2 separate regions of the Oryza sativa genome follow, and region 1 is linked to region 2. Evidence: chromatin contacts called from public ChIA-PET data. All regions are on one chromosome and are shown on one strand. The core of a region is the stretch at or near the end of the contact, and the rest is flanking DNA. Distances in the headings are between cores, read along the strand shown. Region 1 holds the start of LOC4340881 (rho GDP-dissociation inhibitor 1). Region 2 holds the start of LOC4340875 (formin-like protein 15).

What was found. ChIA-PET counts read pairs in DNA pulled down with a chosen protein or histone mark.
Region 1: an H3K9ac ChIA-PET map of seedling shows a contact between it and region 2, with 8 times the contacts expected there. The contact joins the promoter of LOC4340881 here to the promoter of LOC4340875 in region 2. A contact is called at or near these places in 4 of 15 Hi-C or Micro-C datasets (leaf, panicle and an unstated tissue) and 3 of 4 datasets of contacts at active chromatin or transcription factors (leaf and seedling).

What each region holds. Positions count from the first base shown.
Region 1 is chr6:12,508,921-12,511,620 of ASM3414082v1, forward strand. LOC4340881 (rho GDP-dissociation inhibitor 1) reads right to left here and starts at 1,415. Exons shown (of 5, transcript XM_015788804.3): 1 at 1,001-1,415; 2 at 771-837. The coding sequence starts at 1,318.
Region 2 is chr6:12,380,345-12,383,044 of ASM3414082v1, forward strand. It overlaps LOC4340875 (formin-like protein 15), which reads left to right and starts at 1,269. Exons shown (of 3, transcript XM_015788020.3): 1 at 1,269-2,255. The coding sequence starts at 1,458.

The sequences.
Region 1 (2,700 bases), core at 165-2,664, 130 kb after region 2:
ATTTGACAAACTGCAAACAAATATCAGGATGAACAGTGTTTTGAACTAAAAAAATGTATTATTGTTCCTTGCATGTAATTTAATGCCTTTAATTTTGCATTGCAGCATCACCTCCTGTGCATATAAGATTTGTTTACGAACTTGTAAAACTTCACCAAATAGGTGAAGTTCCTATGGTAAATCTCTACTTCTAGAGTGCACCAGTGAGATTGTCATGCAGAAATTTAACGCAAAATTAGCTGGCACTAATTATAGAGTGCACAGTGAGCCCACTGAGCAACCTAATCAATGTGGTAAAAAATCGTGTGTCGCACTTAAAGTTGAAAACTATATAAATTGACAGTGATAGAACCAAATATAAATTGACACTACAGTGATAGAACCACATAATTTCTAACTCAATGAATGAGCTCCTTTACACCGCTGAAACATATCCAATCAAAGATTATTAAAAATTTACTCTCCAGAAAAGATGCTCCCTTTTTGACCGTGTGGTTGCTGGCATTGCAAGCACTGCAGTACAGTACAGCAGCATCAAACAACCACCACCCAGGATCACACAGTAAAACGGCGGAAACCAAACCAACAAAAGAATCCGATTGATTAAAATTGATTGGGCGCGGTTTTTGGAAAGGGAGCACAGAAGAGATCAAATCCAAAATCCTCAACCAGATTAAGATGGTGCGGGTACCTAAATTAAGGGGGCGAAATGGATGCGATTTGGTGTGGATTATAATTGGAAACCATCTACTGTTGATAAAAAAATTTACCTCCGACTGAGTTCAAATCGACGCTGCCAAGAAGCTGCTCCTTCCATCTCCGAAGGCTCTCATCCTCCTTCCAAGTTGCAATCAGCAGAGATCACCATGTGAGGAACAAATAATTATCGAGCACTAGTGGTAAATAATAATTAACTAAGCTACCAACAAGCAAAAAAAATCTTGAGAAGGGATAAGAAAAAAAGAAATTGGAGCGAGAAATCGGGGGAAGGAATGGAGACCTTGTCCATCTCGAGCTGCTCCTTGATGCTGACCCTGGGGCCGAGGTCGATGGCCTCCGCCACCTTCCCCTCATCTTCCTCGTCATCGTCCTCCTCATCCTCCACCACCTCCTCCTCCTCCTCAGCCTCAGCGGCGCGCGAGGACCCCTCCGTGAGCTTCTCGGGGCGCGCGGCGGCGGCGGGCTCCTCTTCCTCGACTCGCCGCAGCTCCTTCCCCTCCAGAGACGGCGGTGGCTTCTCGTCGTCGTTGGAGGAGGAGCAAGAGATGGCGGCGGCGGCGGCGGAGGAGGAGGAGGGTTCACCGGCCGCCGAAGACATTGGTGGCGGCGGAAGAGGGGGCGGGGGCGGAGGCGGAGGCGGTGGAGGTGGTGGCGACGGATGGAGATGCAGGAGCGTGCGAATGTGCGAGAAGAATAGGTGGTATAGTGTTAAACGAAAATGTTATACACACGACTGCGACGTACGACTCTTGTCCGACTAGCTTTTAAGCTGAGAAGCTGGTCTACGTGGAGCGAAACGCTTGGCAGGTGAGGTTGGGTCGGATGGGAGTCGAACGAGGGAGTCGGACGTATAGCAGTGCTGCGAAAATGCTATACACACGACTGTGACGTACGACTCTTATCCGACTAGCTCTTAGCTGCTAATTGCCCTGGCCCACATAGAGAGAAGCTGGTCTGCGTGGAGCGAAACGATTGGCAGATGAGGTTGGGTCGAATGGGAGTCGGACGAGGGAGTCGGACGTATAGCAGTGTTGTTAAATAAAGCGTGACGAGTGGCGAATCAAGGGGCGTTGTCAGCTGTGGACAAAGCAAGACGGAAGAGCAGTGTAGTAGGCTGTGTATGTTGGCTCCTTTCAAATTTTAAGGAGTTCTACGGCTTAGAGCAGGTACGATAGCCTGGCTTAGCCGGCTCCAAAATAGTATCACATCATACGTGGAGTAAGAAGAATGGTACGAGGATATATGTATAAGCCTTTCGATTGAAATATATAGAATTTTGTTCAGTAAATCAGCTAGGGATTGAAAATATTATATTGGAGGGGTAGGAAATTTTCCTTTCGATAGATTCCTTTAAAACGAATGGCGGTTTAGTGATGTTGCATCTTACTGTTCTCTTTTTTTACGATTCCTTTAAAACGAATGGGCATCTTATAAACTGGATCAAACTTATAAATACAAAGTGATAGTAGATTGGGATAGGAAAGCTCCGCCTTTATGAAGCTCTATTATTATTTAGCAACATTCGGTTCGGTTCAACTCCAGCTCCAATAACCAAAGGATCTAGGAGCTCACATCCTGCCAAATACATGCCCTTAAAATTTTTCTCTCGCTCGGATTGGCTATCCAGCTTGGGCCGTTAGCATGTTCGCTTCTAAACTATAATAACTAATGGATTTATCATACAATTACATGGAGATGTCATATAAAACTATTGCTTTTAGGTAACTCACCATAGTCATCCTTCGTCGCTTGTAATTATATTTACTTGTAACTTTTATCGATTAATCTACACGGTTATATCTTAAATGACCCACCACAATTAAATAGTGCGCATCTTTCTCTCTTTTTCTTTTTCATTAATGAGGAGATATTTAAGTTTTCTAAGCTAATGTGATGGCTAGACTTTCCTTAATAATATACTCTGCAATAGACAAAAGTTCAAATAACCCATTAAACTTTACCTAACATACCATCTAACAT
Region 2 (2,700 bases), core at 19-2,518:
CCAAGGAATCATATACTCGAAAGTAAAGAGACAAAAATAGTTATAGGTGTAGCATTCTTTCGTTCATTCTCTTCTTATCACTAGTGTATAATTTCTCTTCTCCTTCGCTCTATCTATTTTTTTTGAAGGAAACCTTCGCTCTGTTTATGTCATATAGCCATACGCACTTCCTAGTTCCTAATTAGTAAGTGGGCCATCGGTGAGCAAGCTGGGCTAGTCTTATTCGGCCCACGGTTTCCCAGCACTCCCATTGACCCTCACTGCACGATAATCAAAACTCCACCAAAACCCAGGGGAACAAATTTAGGAAAAGAGTACATATTATATATGCTTGTGATAGTATACATATTGTTTCATTAAAAATCTTGATAAATAATCATCCAAGTGAAAAGCGTATGATCCATCCAATTAATCATCTTAATTTTATAAATTGAATTTAGGTATTTTGATCTTTCATGTCAAGTTTCAAATGAATTACTGAAACTCTTCCTTTAAATTTTTCATTTCTCTAAACCTCATAATTCCGGTTTCTCCCACAGTATATCATATCGAAAGAAAGATGTTGTCCACCGCAGCTCCCTACCACATTAGGGCATCTAGTGTGCCAGAGTCATTTAGCAACTCTAATTTCCTAACGTTTCTTGACGTAGCCATAAGGTTCATTTTTTTAATTTTTTTACAAGGATTATGTTTTTAAAACATTATTTACAAATGTTTATATGAAAAAAAGAGCATCACCAATAGTCCTCACAAATTTTGAGGGATTTTAGTTAAAAAAACCACTTCAACAGATCACCTACTCCTTAACATAATTTTTGGAATTCCCTCCCTTGAAAGATTCGCTCGGTTGATATGCGGGAGAGTGTGCTCCCCTAACCCACTCCCAATATTGCCACTCCCACGTTCCTCCTCTCCTTGCCAAGATCCTCCCGCGTGTTAGATAGAGGAAAACGGGAGAATTTTATTAGTACTTTAACAAAAAAAGGCACAAATTTAGGATTTAGGGATAAAAATTAGGATTTCTATTAGAGAAATCAGTTTTTTAATTTTCTATTTTCAGTTTAGGGGAAAAAAATTGGGGAGATTATATGTGATCTCTTAATAAGAGGTCCTACTCGAATTCCTTCGAACATGGGCCGGGCCCAGGCGGGCCAAGCTTTTCCCAGCTGTCCGGGCTGGCGGTGACTTCTACTTGGCCCATGCAATGTTTGGTTGGTTTCAGCCCACAACAGCAGAACAACTCACCCGTGCCCTCCACCAGATCCACCACCCCTTTTTTTTTCTCTCTCTTCCCCCAAAATCCCCCACATCGTCGGCGGCGTTCGCCGCAATCCCTCCTGCGCCGCCGCGGCGACCTCCTCCCTCCCCTCGCCGTCGTCTCCAACGCGGGCGCCCGAATCGAGATTGGGGTTTTGATGACGGGGAATTGATCTCGATCGTTGTCGGAGCCGGGGGAGATGCCGTGCTGCAGCGCGGTGCTGAGCGCGGCGGCGGCGGCGGCCGCGGCAAGCCGCACGCCGCCGTGGCTGCACCGCCTCCACGCCAAAGGGGGCCTGTCTTTCCCCTCCAACCTCCACATCGACGACCTCCTCTACGGCCAGCACCACGCCCTACCCCATCCTCCGCCGCCGCCGCCGCCGCCGCAGCCTGCGAAGGAGCCACCGCCGCCTACCAAGCCGAAGCATCCGAAGCCCAAGCAGCAGCAGCATCCACCGCCGCCGCCGCCGCAGAAGCCACCGCAAGGTAGCACCAATCTCTCCCTACCAAACCCTAGCGGAAGCGGAAGCGGCAACGGCAACCCACCACCATCGCCACAGCTGCAGCTCTCCACCGTCATCGCCGACGTCTTCGTCACCCCCTCCTCCGCTCCTCCGCTCATCGCGCCGATCAAGGCCTTCCGCAAGCAGAACCACCCGCGCCCTAGGCCCGACAAGGCCTCCCGCCCCAGCAAGGAGAACAAGGACAAGGCCTCCAAGGTCAAGGTCAAGAAGCGCCGCCGCTCCGACCGCGCCGCCGATGGCGACGGCGAGAGGTGTAGCAGGACCGAGGTCACCGTCATCGACACCAGCACCGATGGGTGGAAGGCGGCGAAGCTGCTCCTCCGGAGAGGCGCCGTCTGGAAGGTGAGGGACAAGGCCTCCGGGGTCTCTGAACCTGAGGATCCCACCAAGATGAAGAGGAGGGCCGGCTTGGTCTCCAAGATTCAGAGGGACAGGGAGAAGCAGAAGCAGAAGGAGAAAGAAGCAACCTCATCGGTGCGTGCTCTTTGTGCCCTGGCCTGCAGTTTTATGTCTCTACTGCTTAATATGCATGTTCTTGGATCACAAAATCTCACATCTAGCTATTTGATTCTTTGCTTGTGGAATGCTTGTTCTTTAACCGGAATGTAGCATATCATGTATCCCGTGATAACAGCTAATAGGTGCATAGATCACATTTGTTTTGTTTAAGTTCGCAAATTTTATTTTGTTCTTGCATGTATTCAGGAGTAGCTTTTTATTGACTTCTTGAACTAAATTATGATTCTATCGGAACGAAGAACGGTGAATTTGGTCAGTGCAGATTGGCATTGGATGTTTTGTTGCCATTGTGTGTGGTTGTGTTGCTATACACAACCAGGCACATTTAAGCCTGCACTCTGCATAAAAGTGCGTGTGTAGATAGAAACAGATTCCAGAAGTTCCTTTTTCTTGGGTTATG